Linked DNA regions of Gasterosteus aculeatus: regions 1 and 2 are each linked to region 3. Evidence: chromatin contacts called from public Hi-C data. All regions are on one chromosome and are shown on one strand. Each heading gives the region's core, a stretch centred on a gene start, on an enhancer-like site or on the middle of the called end of the contact. The rest is flanking DNA. Distances are from core to core; before and after follow the strand shown.

Region 1 (2,700 bases), core at 115-2,614, 200 kb before region 3:
TATCATTTGATCACTTACCATTAGAAATGATTGCTCAACTCAGCATGCCATATCAGCGGCTTCTGGCAAGCCGGGAAAACATAAATTTTATTGACTCCTGTAATTAGGGCAGATCAATAAAAGGCTGTTTATTTCACTGCTGCTCAAGACTATATTGGTTGCTGCACTTCCGTGGGTCCTGGTTTCATTGCAATCACCACATTATGAAATAAAAGCCTGATCAAAAACAGAATAAAATCTTATTTTTTATTTTATAAATAGATTTAACAGCACCAGCAAGTACTTTTTGAAATTTTGAAATATTGCATTACTTTATGGAGAAAGAGACCAACAGGCGTCCCGCTCTGCTTTTTCTTTTAGAATTTCTTGTTGTGGTGTCGTGTTGCACCATTTGTAGACGCTCCGCCAGTGATACTTATTATAATGCAGAAGGAAAACGGCCCCACGGTGAGCTGCTGTCAGGCCTCTTAAGTTGATAGCTGTGTCTCTGCACACTGCAGGAAGAATCCCTTTCTGTCAAACAACAGCTGGAGAAGACAACATGATGTGGAGGCCACGGACGAGTGAGCCATCAAACTCCGTCTCTGACAGTACTTTGGCAAGCCACGTTTCATAAGAGTCTGTCTCCGCTTTGCTTTTGTGGCGCATGAATCAATGATAATTGTGCTCTGTTCTCACTTTAATGGCAGAACTATCCGCCGTGTGGCAAGTGTATAAAAAAATAAATTTAAAAAAAGTGGAGTTGGAGGATGGATCGGGGGATACCTAGAAATTAGTGTGAATGAAATTAATCCCAGTTACCACAGGGATTATGATTCATTAGCTGGAGAAAAGAAAATCCAGTCAGAACGACTGCCAAAACCTCTCATATAAAATAAATCACGAGCAGCTATGAAACACAAGGTGACATATGCACTACACATGACTTCTGTTCACTAGAATTAAACCATCTTTTTCTATAGCTGTTGCTTTCCCAGTGGGTTGTAGAAAGCCAATACAAAAGCACGTATTTTTGCTATTATCAATTCATTTAAGCCAAACTGTATAGCGTGTTTCATAGGCAGTACAGATTTGATGGGACAAGCTACTCTAAAGCTTTCAAGCAAACCGTTTGATCAAATCAAAGCCCAAACAACCTTATCCCCAGCTCCATCACGGCCTAATTCCATTCCAAACCAAGCTCCCATTCTCCTTTCCTTTATCCCCTCTGAAAAGCCCAGTGATTAGAAGTAGACTTGAGGTGGACTATAACACCCCCCCCCTCCCCAACACACAAACACACACACACACACACACACACACACATACACGCGCGCCTTCCCCTTCCCTGTTCCCGACGGGACCTTCATGAATCCCCAAAGCCTCGGCCAGTTTATCAGTATCAGGGGATCAGGCCATCCGCCCCACCCCCTTCGAACGGGGAGCCCAATGTGTTCCTCGGCCTCCGGTGTAATCTCTTTGGCTGTTGACAGATCTAGCGACAGGTCAGCTGTGATAACAGGATCACTCAGGTGGAGACAGGGGAGGGGACCGCTAAAGAAAAGGAGCGAAGCTTAAAAAGAAATTACAGAGAAACGTGGCCGAGTGCGAGCAGGGTTTTGCCGGTGAAGTGGAGCAGGCAGTTGAGATAAGGAAGAATATATTTATTAATCAGAAACTATTTTAATAATTCATATGAAGTCATAAGCACAAATGCTAAACATTTGTTGGATAGCGCTTCAAAAATGTTCTGGTTTTCACTCTTATCAAATGAATATATTCAAATCAACTAAACAATTAATCAAAGCACGGTAATAATAAATATTGTTAAGAGTTAATACGATTTATTATGTCTCAACTTTTCCAGGTGAAATTGTAGAAAATCCAGGCTTTGGGTGCCCACGGATCCCCATTTGACATGCCTGGATGCCTGACGGAGCAGAGGGGCAACCTGACAAGGCAGCATCGGTCTGTCTTCCCCTGTCTGCCTCTTGCAGTATCCACTAGCACTCTGACCTTGTGTCTTATTAAAATTGCTATTCCCCAAAGAGAAAGAAAAAAAAATCCAGCATTAGACATAAATAGTGGAAAGGTGAGAGGCCATGCAAAATCGAGGAGCTACAGTGGCAATTATACGCTTGGGCATCCAGTTGACATGGAGCAACAAACACATCAGCCATTACTCACACCACATACACAAAGTTTTACAAACATATTGCATTTGCATGTGCACACGAGCAGTGGCGGGCTCTCCTTCTACTCTCTTTTTGTAACTCTCTTGCGCTCTAACGCACACACGCTGAGAAGCAGCATGGTAGGCAGTGACACAAAGCTAATGCCTTGTCACACAGGCTGTCAGCAGATTAGCCAGTGGATTACACCCCAGCCATTAGATGTGCACAGAGCGAAAGGCCACAAAAATGGCAGAGAGAGTGAGGAGGAGAGGACGGAGTGCCAGACCGGCTGTAATGAAGCACACATTCTGGCAGAGGGGCACAAGAAAAATGAATGGTGGACAGCTTAAAGGAGAGGAAAGGAAAAATAATAAAGGCTGGTTAAGTAGTGCAAAGACAGAAGTCCAAGTGACAAAAAGGTCAAGGGTCAAGAGAATTTACCGTTGTAACACGTAAATGGTAAAAACAATGGTAAAGGGAGATAAACTGAGGAAAGCAGAGAGCGTGAGAGGAAGGCGGCATGAGGCTGCAACAGCACAATAGGGAG
Region 2 (2,700 bases), core at 11-2,510, 250 kb before region 3:
CATAGATGATCAGGAAAATACAAAAAACGCCATATTTAAATGAAGAGTGACAACTAATGATGACCTACAAATAACTTCCTAAAATCCATAAATCTATAATTTGTGGTAACTAACATTACAGTGCTATTGAGATTATTGGGACGCAAGCATAGCAAAGTGTTTTTCCTCTGCAAACAGGAAGGATTTTTCCGCAGGGCCGAGCCACCGTGTGTCTTTAATGACATGCATGGACTTAATTCAAGGAACTATGGATGATGTGTTTAAGTGCGGTGGAGATTTCACGGCAGTTAACCGCACACTGGCTGCTCATTAGTCTCCTGGTAGTTAATGGTTGTGGTGCATTTTCTAAATGCATTACGACATCTCACCGTCAAGCACGCAAATCCCAGAATATGTGCACACAAATAGCACTGACAATAGCTTATGGATGTGATTAATTACATTGTTCCTCACGGTGTAGCAAATATATATTATAAATGCCCACAAGGCAAAAGCGAGTGTTATGATGCACTCAAGTGAAACACCTGCATATGATTACAATCCCCAACAGGAGTAAAAGTGTTGTTATAAGCTGTTTGAACTGTTGATTCATATCCGGGCTCCAAATACTCATCAGATTCATGCATTTGGCTATTTGTTTAGTCAAATGGGGGTATTAAGTCGACCTTCATCCTGTGTCTTACAACCACAAGATGGCGCTGTGTATCACCATTTGCCCTCCAGGGAACTCCATCTTGGGCAGTGCGTTTCACCTCCCGTCATTACAGGGATTTTTATATGGCGTTGTAGGTTTGAATACAACATTAAATTAAAATATGCCTTTATTTCTGGCTTATTTTCACAACATTTACGGAATTTACTTTTTTTTAGAACAAATATAGTTGTCACACTTTTAGCTTATTTGAAAGAGTACATCACTTTAGAATACTAGATATTCGTCTTAAACAATGCTTATTTGAAGGTACCATTTTGGAATATGCCTAATAACAAACACACATTTTTGAAAATCTCCATCAGAACAAAAACCAGAAATGTGAAACAAAATTAGCTTTCTGTCTATAAACTTGTCCCCATAAAGCCGGCATAATAATAATAAATCTCGGGCATTGAAGAGAAATGCACGTATGTGGACACTGCAGAGACTCATAATAGTAAAATCGGATGTATTGCAATTATAGTAAAAACCAGTAGAGGGCACTACGTCAATACATAATCCTCCATCTCACAGCCACAGCTTTCAGTGGGTGTGCCTCAAGTTTTCCAGAGAGGTCCCTTATTCATAATGTCCACCCTGCGCAGTATGACGGCCGAGAGCAGCGGCAGCACAAAGGCACGTTCGTTGCCGCCGTAATGAAGTACCCGAGCCATTTGGGTGTGGAATAAAAAAAGAAAGAGCACGTGGATTAATGCCACAACGAGATTGTCACCGCTCACATTCACACACACACACACACACACACACACACACACACACACACACACACACCTCTGCGGTGCTTTTGCCTCCTTCATTTTCTCCCCTTATGTCGCTCTCACTCCATCGCTCACTCTTGCACAAAGCCAAATGGCGTCACCACCCACCACTTGTGTGCACGCACACACACACACACACACACACACACACACACACACACACACACACACACACCTTAGCGCCATCTGTCTGTGCAGCGGCCCATGTCTCTGGCACTGGGATCAGTGGAGAGCAGGAGAGTGAAAGAGAAAGTGTCTCTTGGCTCCGTAGTCATGAATCCCACTTCCTCTCCTCTTCCTCCTGCTGTGCTGTTGCCCATCAGAGGCTCTCGCGACACCACATCGGCCTCCGCTTGATGCCATTTGGAGAAATACCTGATCCTCTCTCATGGGCAAAAGGGATGGAGGACCCGTGCTCAGTGTTTTCATTGATTCCCCCCCCCCCCTCACGGTTATGAGGCCATTTCAGCCTTGTTCATTAACTACACGAGCCTCGCAAACGTTGGGCCGAGGCCGCATCTCAACAGGAGGAAAGATATACACGGCTGATTAGCACAGACCCCCTTTGAACTGGGAGGGGCAGTCTGTTCACGTGCCCCATTACTGAGGAAGAATCGGGATGTTGCTCGACGGATATCAGCACCTTTCCTGAAACAAAGCTTCCTGCTTATATTTACCCGCACGAGTTCATAGTAAGTACACAATAAAACACCATATATGAGCCAGGGAATCACAGTGTCTGCACACGGCATAATGAGAAAAATCCACAGGCTCATAGGTGATTCTGTGTCATCAAGATGTCCCTTATTTTCACTGGAGTTTCATATCCATGCAGCTTTGTAGGAAGCTTAAGTCATTTGAACAAAAATGCATTTCCTCCCTCTCACTTTCTTCCATTTAGACAGCGAGTGAAAGTGCCTTCATGACGGCGCTATATTCAACTGGAGCGATAAGAAATGGCAGCTATCAGCAGGCGCTTTGGAAGCCGCATAGAACACTTATTGTGTGTGTATATATGAAAATGGATTTATGTGGCCTATCCCTTAGCAGGCGAAGTATGTGGATGAATATGGGATGATATTTTATCATGAAATGAGTGAGGAGGTTACGGGAAGGACCAGCTGCTGCCTCAAGGTGAAAAAAGTACGATCAAAGTCCAAAAACATTTGTTAAGACGCCATATTTCCATATCGTAAAAACAACGTGAGACTGTCTAGATAATAAAAA
Region 3 (2,707 bases), core at 193-2,692:
TGCTATTGTTTCAGAAGACTGTCACACATAAAGGGAGGCTAAGTGTGCGCACACATGCAAAGTCACTGTAAATACATCTGCAGTGGTGACATCATCTACACGTAAAAAGGCTTTTCAGCCCTCCAACAAAAAAGAGAAAGGGGTGTGACTCATACGGCAGCCGGCGAAGCAGGCAGGATTAAAAAGCTTGATGCTCCGGTGGCAGGTTGAGCAGAGGGTACTCGTGAATCCCAATTTCCATACAATTTGATAACACACAAAAATCAACACTCTGCATTAGATGCTATTCAGAGTTGACTGGCGTTTTGTGTTCATCAACTTGACAAAGACTATTATACCTTTGAAATAGGGAAATACTCCTTCCAAATGGATAGCTTGCTTATTTGAACACCTTTGTACATTTGTTTTCAGACCCAACATGGACAGCGGGGATCATTTTCTTGTCCGATAGAAATTGAATGCATAGTTAATATCACAGCAGGTACGAATAGAGCCAAGCAGAATTGCTGGTGGTGAAAGTTGTTTGCCCATGAAACACATCACTGACATTTGCCTCGGTTCATTCACATAAGGTCTCAAGCCTGCTGGAAGTGAGCCAGTCGGAGTAGTAAAGTGGTCTCTTAGAGGGCAAAGTTGAAGAACCAATCACACTTAAAAGCTGGCTTCCCTCAGGGATTGATGATGTATGCATGTTCATGTAAAAGCCATATTTGAAAGTGGTCTGGTGTATATTCCACGCCAATAATCCGGGGGGATTTTATACGTTGGCCGACCAGATTGGTGGATTCAATTACTAGATACATCAGTGAAATGATTGACTGGTGTCAGGCTTGGAAGAGCAACTTAATGGACTGTGGTAGAGGCAGGAAAAGAAGTGTGACATATAGTTAGTTTGGTATTAGATCTGTGTATTCTATGATCACAAAAACATGAAGTTTACCGTTGCCATTTCTAAATTCAACTTTCTTGGATTAGTATTGCAGTGCACTCAGCTCTGATGGGGAAAGGTGTTTATCATGTAATGGTATCCACAGTGGAGCCACTGCCTGGTGAAGATAACAAGCTGCTGCCTTTTTCAGATCATTTCGGTTCCAGCAGTCATAATGGCTGGTGCTCTGATTGAAGATGGGGATGGTTCGGGGACGGTTCTGGCCCCTTCATCCGCTCTCCTTTAGAGGGACAGAAGTGATTTAATGCTCAAATGACATATACACAAACGCAATTGTGTTTTTAGACTTTTCAAAAACTTTTTTTTTGAGGTCTACAAATGTTTTCCACTGTTTTTCAAATGTCTTATTTATTTTTTACTGAAAACAGTAAAAGCCCTTACATCGAGGGTCAACCGAGATAAGAACTTAAGGCAGGAAATCTAGTCCCATCTTGTATACTACTGCAACAGTAGATGTGGCTTGAAACAAAGTAAGACAACACTGCCCCCTAGGTTTAGAAAATGTGATAATATCCAGAAGAATAGAGTGAGGGAGGAGATGCCATTTCAAGTCTTACCTGCATAAGCCCATGATAAGCTACTTCTGTTATCGGAGTGTTTCATTAATGTTGATTAATGCCTTTTCCTAATTTGATACGACATTCAGATAACAAATATTCATCTGTGGCAGCATAACAAGGGAAAAAGGTTTTCATATAAAGCATAACTGCAAAAAATACTTTATGTTTATAGTTTAAAACCTTTCAATTTGAATTCAGTCAAGCTCAACGGTACATTGTCAGCACTCCGAACTGGAGCTACAGCCGTCTCCATCAAAGCCAACAGTCAGACCCATCAATAGCCCTCGACTCCAGTCTCTTTTCATTCCGTGCCTCATATGCAGCTCAACTCGTTGCGCCTGGCTGTAGCTAATCTGGCTGTGAGCAGCGTGGGCGGCATCGGGCAAGGGCACAAAGGGGCCGCCGGGTATAAAAAAAAACTGTGGGGAGACAACAGTGATTGACGGTTATAATTAGCCTGCAGAAGTCGTGCCGACGGAAGAAGGCCGAGGGGAGGAGCCGGGGTGTTTGGAGTGCGTCTAGTACACTCGGAAGCTGGCACGTTTTTATGCAAACAAGTGTCGTGCTGTATGAGCATAACATATACACTCCTACCCTGCATTTGGATATGGAAGCCCCAAGAGGAAAATGACTTAAGAACATGAGTGGGGGGAGTTTTGCCATGGTGAACTTTAAAAAAAAAAAAAGAGATATTTCTCTGTGGGCATGAATATATATTTTTTCCCCAATCATGCTCACAGTTGATATGAATAAAATCAAGTCATCGGGTGTCATGAGGGAAAATATGCCCACATATTTAATATTCATAATCATAACAACAATTTTCATCTTCTAAATCTGGACGCAACACATTTCTTCACAAAACTTGTTCTTGTAAAACGCTTCATGGCAACATGCACGGAGCACTTAAACTAAACAAAATCGTCTTAACTACATTAGCACAAAGTTAAGAAGTGCCAAAGAGGCATGGCCCTAATGGCCAACCCCGACAAGGCCTTAAAGCTACACAACTTCTAAACACGTTAATGGAGGTTTTGCACCCCGTCTCGCTCCTCTTGGCTCCTTTTATGTGGAATATCATGTCACTGTCAGCATGGCCATTAAGGCAGAACGAGGGAGAGAGAGGTGCAACTTGCTGCCAAATGGTGCAGAGAAATGAGGATTCCATCAGGCTGACAGACCCCTCACTGGCTTTCTG

Evidence for each region. A called contact is a pair of places that touch in the nucleus more often than the background predicts.
Region 1: a Hi-C map of skeletal muscle shows a contact between it and region 3, with 9 times the contacts expected there. The contact joins two enhancer-like sites. A contact is called at or near these places in 4 of 6 Hi-C or Micro-C datasets (liver, skeletal muscle, tail fin and 1 more).
Region 2: a Hi-C map of skeletal muscle shows a contact between it and region 3, with 5 times the contacts expected there. The contact joins two enhancer-like sites. A contact is called at or near these places in 2 of 6 Hi-C or Micro-C datasets (skeletal muscle and whole body).

The regions. Positions count from the first base shown.
Region 1 is chr7:6,865,942-6,868,641 of fGasAcu3.hap1.1, forward strand. All of the region lies in intron 9 of ptprda (protein tyrosine phosphatase receptor type Da), which reads left to right. Among protein-coding and RNA genes, the nearest start is that of ptprda, 170 kb to the left of the region's middle. Within about 2 kb of position 1,365, at least 1 of the 9 cell types and tissues checked has open chromatin away from gene starts, as enhancers often do.
Region 2 is chr7:6,811,986-6,814,685 of fGasAcu3.hap1.1, forward strand. All of the region lies in intron 6 of ptprda (protein tyrosine phosphatase receptor type Da), which reads left to right. Among protein-coding and RNA genes, the nearest start is that of ptprda, 110 kb to the left of the region's middle. Within about 2 kb of position 1,261, at least 2 of the 9 cell types and tissues checked have open chromatin away from gene starts, as enhancers often do.
Region 3 is chr7:7,062,344-7,065,050 of fGasAcu3.hap1.1, forward strand. No RefSeq gene overlaps it. Among protein-coding and RNA genes, the nearest start is that of LOC144410314, 42 kb to the right of the region's middle. Within about 2 kb of position 1,443, at least 1 of the 9 cell types and tissues checked has open chromatin away from gene starts, as enhancers often do.